Linked DNA regions of Dromaius novaehollandiae: region 1 is linked to region 2. A link is a contact called in public Hi-C data. All regions are on one chromosome and are shown on one strand. The core of a region is the stretch at or near the end of the contact, and the rest is flanking DNA. Distances in the headings are between cores, read along the strand shown.

Evidence for each region. Hi-C and Micro-C count contacts between places; a contact is called where the count stands out from the background.
Region 1: a Hi-C map of liver shows a contact between it and region 2, with 9 times the contacts expected there. The contact joins two enhancer-like sites. A contact is called at or near these places in 3 of 4 Hi-C or Micro-C datasets (brain, liver and ovary).

The regions. Positions count from the first base shown.
Region 1 is chr4:37,514,890-37,521,740 of bDroNov1.hap1, reverse strand. All of the region lies in intron 3 of TTC29 (tetratricopeptide repeat domain 29), which reads left to right. Among named protein-coding and RNA genes, the nearest start is that of TTC29, 18 kb to the left of the region's middle. Within about 2 kb of position 5,105, at least 2 of the 2 cell types and tissues checked have open chromatin away from gene starts, as enhancers often do.
Region 2 is chr4:37,273,730-37,280,695 of bDroNov1.hap1, reverse strand. All of the region lies in intron 5 of SLC10A7 (solute carrier family 10 member 7), which reads left to right. Among named protein-coding and RNA genes, the nearest start is that of SLC10A7, 84 kb to the left of the region's middle. Within about 2 kb of position 4,790, at least 2 of the 2 cell types and tissues checked have open chromatin away from gene starts, as enhancers often do.

The DNA of each region.
Region 1 (6,851 bases), core at 3,856-6,355, 240 kb before region 2:
TTAAATATCAAAAAATATGGAAAAGGGAAATTCAAAAATAAAAAAGTATCCTTTCATAATAAAAGAAATTTTAAATTAAGGCCCTCTGTCCCAAACTCCCAGCTGATGTGATACTCGTGGAGAGGGAAATGGCACAAGTTACTTATTGAACAGATTGATAAATTTTAAATTTCTTTGCTATTGCTTTCACAATATTATTTAAATATGTATTTTTTCTGTCTGAATAATTCCTAACAATCTTCCTTGTCATGATCAGGATTCAATGTTTATTAAACAGCTTTCAAAAAGGGACTTTAGTACTTAGAGGCACACATTATTTTTGGTCAAATGAATGATCTGTGTGAATTTCAGGCCTGGTAAACATAAGATCTGGTGTAATTAGACAGTGATCTAAAGAACTGTGTGGGAAGTGAATGGTTTGCCTTTCCTGAAGAAACTTCTCTGTGCATTTGTGTAATGTGAAAGGTTTTTCTTGAAAAGGTTAAAAAAAGTTCTAATCAACTTCTGTACATTATGTAGAACTTCATTTTCTAAACTCTGCAAAAGAAAGTTTCATATTTAATGGGAAATCATGAATTATTCCATTTATTATCTACTTCCTCCTTTCAAAGACATGATCTGGATAAAAGGCGGGGTGAATAATTTCAAAAAATACAATACATTTTTAATGGGAAGGTGCAAACTACAGATTCTCATGACTATTAGCAAGTATAGAGGAAACAGAATTTTACTTGCAAAAACTCATCAAACTCTTGCAAAGATAAAATACATGACATACTTTAATAAAGAAGAACACAGTGAGCTGAAGTTTTTCTTTTTTATGTAACTTGTTGTTTTTACTAAGTTTGGTCTTACAGTTTTCTAGTGCTTTCATTTCTCTGTAGTTTGACAATATTTAGTACTGAAGATAATGTACAAGCTGTACACAACTGACTTCTATTTTTAAAACAGTCCACAGAGATGAAGCATCTGCAACATACAAAAAGAGTCTGAAATAAAGAAAGACAGTCTAATTTGCCTTGGTATAATCATGACTTCCTAGTAATTCTCACAGTGAATGTTTTGCAACTGTGTAAAATCCTCTTTTTTCTTTCCCTTTTAGTTAATCTCTGTGTGGTGTGTTTGTCCTTAGACTATTGAGTAAGTTCTAGTGGGGACTTGAATCTGATATCATAAACAGATGCAAAAATACTGGGGAAACTGTGCATAGCAATAGCATGATAATAAATGCATAACCTTGTATAGTGCTTTATGCTAATCCATAGCTTCAGCTTGAGAAGATACAGTAAGTCAGTAACTATCATTATTATTTTCTAACAGAATTTTACGCACTGAAAGAAACATGCAGAGAAATTTAATGACTTATCCAATATCGTGTAAGGGAAAGGAAAAGGGTTCCGAACTGTGAAGTTCCTGGCTCTTAGTCTACTAGATCAGCTCTGAAATAAAGGGGAAAAGTTAAGAAATACTTTGCTTTTGATAAATAATAGTCTATAAAAATGTAGGTGGAATTACTTTTTGTAAGTGAACATAATTTAGAAAGGAAAGCAGAAAGATTAATGAGGATTTTTTTTTCCAATTATGCTTAAAATAGTAGGTAATGATCACAGGTGTTTGTGCACTGTTGTATAAAGAACATTTTTATGAGTGTAGCACTTTTGTCTTTATTTTTAAAGCTTTCCTAGCATTTATGTTTAGAGACAGAACATGCTAGAAGTTCATTTCTAAATTTATATTTCCATTTTCTGTATTAATGAGTATTCTTAATTATTCCAGTACTTACATTCATTTTAAGTGTCATCCTTTGATGTTTATAATTGATTAATTTTTCATTTTATGTAGTATTAAAGTGGCAGCATAGCCTTGAACAAAAGGAAGAGAGACCAAAATATGTGTTCATTGCAGGATGTTACTGACAGGTTCTGCATCTGCTTTTGATTACGTGATTTACGTAAATGTGTTGTTTGATTACAGTCGTAGACTGTAATATAATGTGAAAATTGCTGTCTTATTTATGCTGACAGTTATTGTACCTATATATTGGTGAAGTATATGGTATAAACTGCCTATATATTTTCTGATACACTTTATTTTCAGCTTTTCATTAATAGTTCTGAATACATAGATCCATGAACAGTTTCATACTTAAAAATTATCTGAATTGTTATCGAAGTAATTCCAGGGAGATGTTCTTCCCTATAATTATATGTACAAATTCAAATGCAGTATTTTTTCTTTATTACTTAGAGTATGGAGTTCTTTTTATAACATTTGAGAGTTTGGTTGAAGGAAATTTATGCTTTTTATATTAGGAAATTAGGTATTTCAAGTTTATATTTTGGAATTGGAACACATGCACCCCCCCCAACCACTTAATTCTCAGCCTTAGTAATCAAAAATTCTGATGTGTAAGCTATTACTACTTAATAGCGTTTACTGTACTTTCACATCTTTCATTTAATGAGATTACTATATTCTACAATATAAGATATTACTATCCAGTAAATATTTTATTAAAAGAAAAGTATTTAAGCAGACAGCCTTTAAACTAGGATTAAAGGGGGCAGTGCCCTGAATCAATTAAATAGGTTTGTATCAGTTGCGGTATGTGGTGCAAATATGCTGAATACGCTGGCCCAGTGAGGGCTTGACTCACCAAACTACTTACGTAAAAGTATATACATTTATCCACTGAGCTCAAATACTCAGACGACTCAGATATGTTTCCAAGTTAGGTGTGTACCTAGTTTTGGTGGTTTGCAACAGCGCAAGTACACAGTTTTATACCACTGTAACCTAGCTCTTTGCATCACTGAATGCCAAAGAGATGAAATCTTTCAGTTTTCATATATAAATACATACATCTTTAGGCAGTTAGACTGTATATTGCTATAATAATCCTACTTTATGGTTACATACCTAGCTTGCAGCTAAGTATTTGTGTAAGTGCTTTTTATGTTCAGCAAAAGTGTAAACTTTATGTTAGATGTTGATTATTAACAGTGTTACAAAATCATTTGCTTTGGGGGTCCAGCTATAACTAAATAATAATTTTCCTCTTTTGATTCTTAGAAGAAGCACCCTGAAAGTTTTAACCCTTATAGTATGCTTGGCTTTGCAATATTTTCTCTGTTTGTTTTTACTTAATGCACATACTTTTCAAATTTTAGTGAGGCAATTCTGATGTCTCCTTGTTTACACTGTGTGTGTTTTCATATAGGTTAAGCACAAAGTAGCTTACTGCATGTAATTTTCATTTTCCTGTAATTTTATAAACAGGAAATATAATATTTGTTTAAATAAACTCAGGCAAAAAGTTTTTTTTTTTTTTGCCTAATTTTGTGATCCTAATGTGAGGCATTTATATCAGTTATTGACTTGCCAACTACAGAAGGAAATCCCAAGTGGATGAAACCTATTTCAGTACAGTTTTTAAGGAGTGTAATATTTGGTACAGTAATTATTTTACACTGTAAGTACACTGTAATATTTTATATTGTATCACTGCTTACTCCATGCCAATTTGGTGCGTTACAGATGTGATTGTTACCATGCACTTGTAGAAGAATCAGCAGCTGGTGTTAACCTGTAGTACTTACTAAATCTTAGGAAATTGAAAGATATGAACCCTGATATGAAAAAGAAAATTCTCAGCTGAAAATGGTAACCTTTTGCACTGATTCTGCATGTAATTGCATAAAACTGTAATTGACTGTACCAGGTATGTGGTATATAAATTAGGCTCGTGACAAGTAATTCTGTTATGATGTATTGATTATTTTGATTATTTTTAATAGCAGTGTAAGTCTTTTGGCTTAATTTCTTTTTTCTTTCCTCTCTTTCAATGTGAAGGGTAGAATGCAAATAGCCTTGTTGCGTAGGATTTGGAGTTAAAAGGAACGTGGGATAGTACTGCCTTGATCTCTAGGTTTTGCTTAAGATTCTTGTAAAGGTACAATACAATAGCATAGGAAGCTCCCTGGGTTTGCAACAATAGTGTGATTTCATTAGCCTCAGTGAAGATTAGTATTTCTAATTTTTATACTGGTGAAGAAAGATTAGAATCGTGTTTCTATGCTTAAGTCAGATTCCTCAGTATCACTGGAGGTGTTCTTAGAAAAATAATGATAATGAAAGAAATCCGTATAAGAAAATTATGCAAGTAGCTGTATAGTGTAAGAAAAGTAAAATGCCTGTAGCAATATCCTGGTGTATTTAAAGGACTGGTATGTTAACAATAGCCGTGCTTTTTCAAGCTCACAGATCCACATTCAGTAGCTGCTTCCACCAGTGTAGTGTTAAACTCTATATGAAAATCATTTTTATGGTGCCACTAAAATGGTAACTTTAGCTTTTGCTGGTTATTTATTTTGTATTGAAAAATGTTCTGATCTCTTCCTCGCACACAAGCACCAATGCACACACAGAACTGTTCTGCACCTCGTGCTGTAAAATACTGTCCACTAAGTGGACCTCCTTGTCAGTGTTTTAGTAAGCCTGTGCAAACAAACACCTACTAACATCAGCCAGGTTTCAGTAATGACAGAGAGGAGGGTTACAGAGATGAACAGTAGACTTAGCATCACCTGTGTTTGTGTTAAGAATTAGGTCCTTCATCTGTTGCAATTTATGGATTAAAAAAACCCTTAAATCCACTGTTCTAAATTACGAGCAGATGAATCAGTCTCTTTGTTTTAAGCATAATGTTAAATGCATAGGTATGTCCCATATTTTATGTAAAAATAATTCGTTTTTAAAAATAGATCTAAAATCTTTTTCTCCTAACACGCACGCGCGGTCACTCAAAAGGGAAAGACGACTTCGGGGCTGTCTTCGCCCCACCGTTCAGTTGTGGAATCAAGCACAGGTAACGTTTCAAAACCAGGCGCCCGTCCAGCCGGGCTGGTACAAGTGCGTGCGCGGCGGGTCGGCGCTGCGCCGCCGGGCGCTGGTCGCGGGGAGCCCGGGTGGCTGCCGCTGCGCCCAGGGCAGCCCCGGCGCCTGGCCCCTCGTGCGGGCCGCGCGCGGCGCAGGGGAGCGGGGCTGGTGCCGTCCTTTGTTCTGCAGCCCCGTCTTGCTGCACTGGCAGCCGCAGGATCAACGCGTCCCGAGCGCAGTTCTCCCGACGCCCGGTAGATGCCCCCAGAGACCATCAAACCTCTTGAAAGTCGCCCCTTTAACCGAGTAAAAGACCAATCTTTTTCCATTTCGCTTCTCCAAGTAACCTAATTGTGCAAAGGAAACCCCAAATTGGCGTGGACGCAGTGTAGAAAAATAAACTTACCGGCTTAATAATATGTCATAATTATTCTGTTAGGTACTAAGGTTCAAAAGGTTTAGCATAAACTGTTTTATTAATGTAGTAGAAACACAGAGTAAAAGTTAATGGTTTTTATAAAATAAGTTATGTGCATTTAATTAAATATCAGTTTTTGACATTGATATTAGGAATAAAATAATCCTCACATATAAAACATGAGTCCTTCCATTTAATCTCTCCTTTTACATATTGCATGGTATTATAAAGATGCAATATGCGAAGACAAGCGATCACTTTGAGTAGTTACAGATTATTTGAAGATACAATGAAAAGTTTGCTTCTGTCACCTGCACTACTCCTCCTCTTTTCAAAAGCACCGTGTGTTGGAAAAATAATGCTGGCATTTTCATCCAGAACCACTATGATGATTGAAGCGATTTCAGAATTTGTTGCAGTGTCAGGCTCTTAGATGATATATTGTTCATCCCCATAATATCATTCATTTCTATCCCTATTTTATCCTTCATGTATGGTCAGTCATTTACAGTTTATATGTAACAGTAACTTAAGGACACAAATGTAGTATTTTACTCTTCAAGTATTTTCTGTTTTTAGATATAACTTCGTAAGATAACTTTTATCTTTTTTCTTTATATTTATCTCTAAAATTTGAATGTCTGCAGTAGACAGCTTCTTTCTTTATTTGTTATAAACACAGTTATCCTTGCCTGAGAAAAAGGTGTGGTCTGTACTATATGATTATTTCAGCATTACTTCAATTTAATTGACATGGGCTTTTTTTAAAACAATGGTGAAACAAATTAAAAAAAAACTGACTTATTTTTCTGTGTGTAAATGTATTGGTTTGTTTATTAACATTATTATGTTTGTGGGGAAAATGTGCTTTCACCTCAAGGAAAATGCATTGATCTGCAGCAAATATGTTACATGGACACAATATTTGTGTTTATATAAATATTGGTACTGTGCTCAGCTAGTATGCAGTGTTAAAAATTAACTAAATGACATTTTGATTAGTCACTTTTATGCTTTAGCGTCCTTTCTTACTTACTCCTAATATATCTACTCATGTAATACACGTACACACACATATAAATATATATATCACATTATATGAATAAATAAATGTGCATCTGTGCCAGCTATACAGATTGTGATTCCACTGCTTTGAGTTACATTGCTCTAGGTTTCAGTCTTAGGCCTGTGCAAGTTGGTAGAAATTTTTTACCTTTATTCTTCAACTTTCTTTCAGTTGAATAGAAATGTAAAAAAGAAAAAAGAAAGAGTAGAGAATGCATTGTAGTATATTAACGTAATATCTGCACAGTATTTTGAAGCTGTATATCTTGAATCTGATATATTCCAATTATAGCATATTCTGACAAATTAAATTTTAAATGTCTAAAGGTATTTCTCATTTACTTTTAGAAAAGAAATGTTGCAAATATTTTCTGGTATGGAATCATTATATATTTTCCCTTGCATGTGTGTATGTGTGCTTTTAAATCTTGAAAAACACCTACTTATATATTAAAAATAAATTCAGTACTGTCTAGCCTAAATCATGTCA
Region 2 (6,966 bases), core at 3,541-6,040:
TTCTGTAAATTGGTGGATCATTTGATGTTTTCCATTTACCTTTGTTTTCTACCCTTGTGCTCTGCCTCATTTGTTTCCTTATTGGATTTGGTGATTAAACACTGATCAGCTGCTGGTCTGATCAGCTGTGCATCCTGCTTTTTCTAAACATTGTTCATATACACCCTGAGGACAGCATTACATACAGGGTTAAGCAGTGGGTGTGTGTTAGTGGCATCATTTGATCTGTTTTACAGATGATAGTGAACCTGACAATGAAAATTTGTAAAACTGATCGTTGAAATAGACCTGCGTGTTACAGTAGGAATAAACGATACAGTCCAAAAGGGCTCTCACTTTGCTGCCTTCCGTTGCAGAGCTCTAGTTTGTGTTCAGGCCTGATGCCAAACAGAACATACGTAATGCCTTTATGAGGTTTTTTTTTTTCTAGCCAATGCCTTTATGAATAATTTTTTCTATTCCTGTTCTCTCTTTTTTTGTTGTTGTTGTAAGATACTATATACTCAACTGTAATACTGTATTGTCTTTCATGTATTGCTGTGAAGATTCATGAAGGATTGTGGAATTTACATATAAAAAAGTTAAATGATGATTTTTTCCTTTGAAAAAAGCTGAGATAATTCATACAAGTGTAATACTACTGTAAATGCTACCTCTAACTGATTTGAACAAATCAGGATAGTAAAGGAAGTCCCCTCAGGATCTACACTGTACTTCAGTTGGTATATAAGTATATTTGCTGGCAGATTTCTGCTCGTAATAATTTTTTTCTGCTTGAAACCATTATTTGTGAAATCCCTGGAAGTTTAATGGGAACAAAGCACATCTTAAAGGGTCTTGTACATACACAGCCCCAATCATGCGTATCATGGCGAATACATAATTTTTGGTAGAGCTGGTACAGTTGGTGACTGAAAAAATTATGGCGAGGCTAGGTTCAGCAGTCCATGACTCAGATTCCATGCTATTCTAAATATATCAGAATCAGTCGATTTACACTAGTGCGAAGCTGGTACATCACAGTGGTGAAGCACACATTCTCGTCTGTTTTGCCCCTAGCTGCATATGGACAGTTCCCACTGACTTCAGTGGGAGACCTGGATGGGAATTCCAGAGCTGGATTTGCCTTTTCATTGCTTGATCTGATTCTTGAAGTACTTGCAGAAATGAACTGAACAATTAAATAATTCTGTGAGGTGTTGGTTTTTCCAAGGACTCTAAATCTCTTTGTTGTTGGCTTGGGGGGACAGTAATGCTGGTCTGAGAACAGTAAATTTCTTTGTTGTCCAGGTCTGAAGATTGCTTCCTGATACACTGAGACTGAATCTTTTTGCAGACATTTACAGCATGTGAGATAATGAATATTAGTTCAGGAATGCAGTTGTCATTTTAAGTATGCATTAGTATGCTCTGTATGCTTTGCAAAGTCACTGTGGGTAAAACTTTTTAAATTGCCTACTTTGATTTCAATGGGAGTTTCACCCCTAAAGCCCTTATACTGTTTTTTAAAAAACCTTCTAGACACCTCTCTTTGTCTTTAGTCAACTAAAGTAGCTTCAAAAATCCAGTCAATGGGATTTATGCATCTAACTCACTTGATCCTTGACAGTCAAAGGAGATAGGTATGGTGATGATGAGTATCATTTAATTTAATTTTGAAGATCTTTGATCTGTGGCTGGTGTTCCCAACCATTCCCTGGTGGTTGCTTCCAACTGCTGTTGCATTTTATTTGTTGATTCTGTAATGTAAGATGGGTACCAGAACACAAGACCATCCTTCGGTAAATGCCTCGATCAAACAAGCATTTGTTCTTTCTCTCACCGCTGTATGTGGGAAGTAAACACAGAGATGTTCTTCTCAGCTGAGATGGCAGCAGCTGTGGGCATGCAGAATAGAGGAAGGCCATTTAATGACATGTTCTTTGGTGGCTACAGGCTCTTCTAGCACTTAAAGACACAGAGAGATTTCATAGAATATGACTTTAAATTCAGGCACCTCAATTCTACCCAGGTAGCACCATAGGCATTTGAATGGTTATGGCTCTAGCCTTTGATGACCCATGTTATAACAGGTGGATACAAGCTTTATAATTACTTTATAATAGGTATCATCTGTATACTGTGGGAAGAAACATTTGTACCATCTAACAGCAGTGCCTGTGTAGACTTCCTTTACAATCACTGGAGCTGATGATGATTTTTAAGAGTATCTAAATTAGGTGCTTACCTATCTTCTCTCATTAAATACAAAGTCCAGGCTTTTAACGTGTATGTTTTAAGTTATATGCCTTAATGCTAAGTGGTAGAAATAGCCTTTCCCCCACCAAAACATAGTGTTTAATAGAATAGGTTCTACCATAATGCAAACCGATAATAATTTGACTTGCATGTATATTAATAGGTTTATGGAAATAAGCTCAAATTGAATCATATCTCTTCTTTAGTTTGGGCAGCTTTTCAGATTTTCCTGCATTTTTAAATTCTCAGCACAGTTATGTTTCATAGTTTTCTTTTTGTTGTTGTTGTTGAAAATTATTTCCTTCATGTCATTTGATTAGCAAAAATACTAGCCATAGTAACCACCATAAACATGTTTGTATAACTAATGGTAAAACTTCTATCAGATGGATTTTGTGTCATTAGCTGTCAGGGCTGCAGAAGATGAGTAGTTAACCAAGTAAGTAATGTGTAACATTATCACTGACGGAACATTTCTTACCATTAAGCCTTCAAACTCTTATTCAGCTGTCAACACATGGGCACTTTCTGGAGCCAAATTCTCTCATGCTGTGCACTGCCTGCAGCTCGCCTGAAGCTCAACTTTGACTAAAAGTGTTGATTTCACTTCTTTTAGCCTTGTTCTCATTTAGTGTTAAAACCTGCTTAGAGTCTGCCTTTTATTCTGTAAAGTACACATGCATGTGTCATCCCTCACACACTTCTGATGTGAAGTTAAGGCGCTCAAAAGACACGCTAGTAATCTTAATGAATAATTGATTAGAAAGGAGTCTGGCAGTGTTAATTGTGAGGTGCAGCTGAGTGAATGCCAAAACAAAAGCTCCTCTAAATGTTTCCGAAAACCTTGTAAAGTCTTTAGCATTGAGCAACAGGGTCAGTGCACTGAAGTGGAATTTAAAGGAGGTTCTTGAATGTAATGGGTTTTGACTTGCCTTTGTCATGTGCCTCAGTGCATCATTGATTGAGCACTCATTTGTTAAATCAGCTGTATTTTTTGCCATTTGTCAGAGCATAGACACTTACTGCAGTCTCTTTTTCCTTTAAACATGAGTTTCTTGTCTTAATAAATCACAGGTGTAAATTAGCTTTTATCTAAGATGATCAATTTTCAAGCACAGAGAGACATGTGAGGATGCTCCCAAGGAAATACATTGGGAACATTTTTTTTCTTAACTATTAGAAGAAAAAGGAAAGATCAGGGGTATGTTTTAGCTGAAACATTGATAATTCATGTCTTTAAATTCAGCTCCCAGCAAAATGGTCAGAAATGATTTTATTTGGAAAGCTCTAAATGGTGTGTATTGAAAGAGTAGTTCAAGGTAACCAGTGTTCAGTGAATTCCCCAAGAAATGAGCAGAGGAAACCGGAGGGTTAAGGAACAAGCAGTGTACTGTGCGTTTGCGGCTATGAGAGATGCTCTCTGATTAGTGGAAAGGCTAATTACCTGGAGTGCGTGGGAGTGCTGTAGGTGCCGTGCATACCTGATTAGCGTTCTGACAGCAGGGCAGAAGAAAGAAGACCTTGAGAATGTGCCAAAAATATCCCTTTATGTAAGCAGATGCTGGTACCCTTGGAAGAGAATAGTCTCTTATTCAGAATGATTATTGCTGCTAGTGATAAGTATTCTACAGACAGGCCATCAACTTCTGAGAAATGTACCTGGGCAGTATTTAATACAGCAGTTACCTGGCAAATCTGGAAATGTTCATCTTGATGCCCTGTGCTTGCTGGATAAATGACCAAATCAGATTTATTTGGCAATTGTCGTCACAGCTCAGGGTCTGAGACACAAGTCTGTAGCTGCAAGAGGCTGAAGAGAAGCCAACATTAGGAGGGTTTTTTTGAATATTGAAACTAGGAATGAAGTTTCTCTATCACATCAGTAAATAAGAGTTCCTTAAAAACATATATGAGACAAAAAGTATAAAGCACCTGTATCTGTATGTGAGGGACACTTGGAACTCAGCCTTTTGAATTATTGTACTTTTATCCAGTCTTTTTAGAAAAAGCTGATTTTGAGGACAGAAGAAAGATGAACAGAAAGGAGAGAGCCTGGCAAAGACTACGGAAAGCCAATCATGTTGACAGAAAGACAAGCCAGTCACACTGACAGAAGAATTTAAAACTTACTGATAGAATGGAGTTTGCCACTGTAACTGGCCAGATATAATTAGAATTAGAAAGAGCACAGGCAGAGTCTTTAGCACTGAAACCTCCTCTTGCTGAAGGAACCGTTTCTGCAAGGTGTTGAATGCCTCCTTTTTGCAGGAGCTGTAAGTGCTCAGCACCTTCAGGCTGGGGACCATAATAAGCAGCAATCTGAAGTTATCGCAAAGTTGCAAGTGGTTAGAATCACAGTCTGTTTTCTTGTGGAGAATCATGATAAGGAATTTAATTGCAACTGTGACTTGATAAATACGTTGTTGTTGTTGTTGTGGCAAGTAAACTGTGGTGACACTTGCTGTAATTGCAAAAGCTGTCCCACACAGCGCAGAGTCCCTCACTCTTAGACAGACTCTACAAGTAGCTTGTAACTTAAGCAGCTGTTTTCACTTTCGATACTGCCAGGCGCTCAGGGACAGTTTCCTTTCTTCTCTCTCTGGCTCCCTAGGCTCTATCAAAAGTGTGAATTTGAAACCAAACAAAATAAAGCTTCAGTCCACATCTTTACTGAGCCTTTACATGTACGTTTTCCTGTTTTGAGTTCTTTTAAACTGTAGCTATCAGAAAGAATAAAATAGTGCATCATCTAGAAAGTACTGAAGTGATCATCCAAGCAATTTTCTTCTCCCTGAAGCCAGACAGCCAAAGCTTTTTATTACTGCCTGACTGAACTTCCTCTGTCTGGCTAGGTTGTTAGGCCACCGAATTGTGATGTAGCTTTTGATTGTAGGCAAAACAGAAAAAACAAGTTAAATACAATATTTAAAAAGAAAAAACTCTGTTACATAAGATACATCAAAAACAACACAGCAGTTTTATAGCACTTAATTTTTGTGGAATGCTCCAGTGAGCATCTGACAAAGTCAGTGCTCTCTGGGAGTGTTTGCCTGTTCGGAGGTCCTGAAGCTTTTTAGTTATTGTACCTCCTCAGTAAAACAGTGTAGCTAAAAACTTTTAAAGTCTCTTAGATGGCTTATAGCTCATTTACAGCACCAACATTGAGAACTACCATCCCAAGCAGTTGTTACTTTTAACCTGTAGGATGGTTATTTCTACTCCATATATGAGGTGGGATGCTCTCTCTTGTGTTTGATCCAGAAATGAGACTGATGATGGCAGTGTTGCCTTTTAATAGGGCCTCCATTTATCCACTGCACAGTGATATACAAACCTGCATTACATGCATTTGTATTGCCTATAAGTGCTTTGTATATATAAAAAAGCAGTTGTGTCTAATTGTAAATAACCAATTAACCAATAACCAAATAACCAATGCAGGGTTTTTTTTGACTCTGCCACCTTTGTGAGAGTGTGCAGCAAAACTTCAGAAAAAATTAGCAAAACTTCAGAAAAAATTTCACGCTGAAATTACACTTAGAACCAAAAGGGCCAATAAGAAGCTGATGGTGACCAAGATGCTGGGTCGGGATCCCCTCTCTAATGAAATGTTTTCTCATACTTTTCAGACCCAGACAGCCAGGACCTGATTATTTCTCATTTGTAAGGTATCACCTGCAGAATTATAGCAGAATCTGTATTTAACACCAAGATGTGGCTATTATTTAATCCCCCATATAATACTGACTTGGACTTTTGGGGGGGAATTTTCAAAATGGTTGAAGCTGGTGGGTCACGGTGATGCATGACACTGATTAGGTTGCGTATCTTGATTTCTTTTATATCAATCAGGCAAACAGCACAATTGAGAACTAGTTTGAAAATTAGGTCAGTTATTAATCTTAGGATGGATTAAATCTTGTAGAAGTACATGTGTTCGGGATAGAGATAGCAGGTGATTTACTCATTTCATGACTCCTGTGGCGAGTACTCTCTGCAACCCACCGGAAGAAATAGTTTATGAAGAGTGTTGATCACCAAAGTAGACACAAACAAATGCTCTTGTTAGTTAGAAAATCCTAGGAGTTAGTAAAAATGAAGTGCCTTAGGGATGTGTGTTGTTCCTCCAGCTAATGAGGTTCTGTGAATGGGTGTGTGGCATGTCATTTAGAAATGAAATCCCTTATAATTAATGAAATAAAAGGAATGTAGTCAACTTGTACAAAAGGAATTGTTCTGGATACAGAGCACTTAGGCCTTTAGAAATATAAATATACAAATGCCATACTGTGAACTTCCAGCCTTGCAGTGGTTCTTTGGGAAGAGCTGGAGCAAAGCCTGGAGGAGGGAGTAAGAAGCTATCTAGGGAGCCCAGATGTCCTTGAGGACAGAGAAGGCTGAAGACTCATGCCCTGCAAAAGGGAAGGTAGAGCTCTTTGATAACATCTTTCCATTGCTCCCTTATTTCAGCTCTTCTAGAAGGAGGAAACACCTTCTGAGTTCTCAATGCTGGCTGGCTGTTTGAGCTCTTGGGAGCTCAAATCAAAAAAGCTCATCTTGTGGGGGCTGGGAGGGCAGTATTTTCTCTTTATTCGTTTCCAGTCTCGCATCTTCCCCTGCCTAGGTAGTCTCTCCTGGACTGGCGTTGTTTTGTTTTCAGAAATCATTTTCCTCCTCTGGAAATATTCTATTATGTTATTGAATCAAAGATCCATATTTCAGGACAGA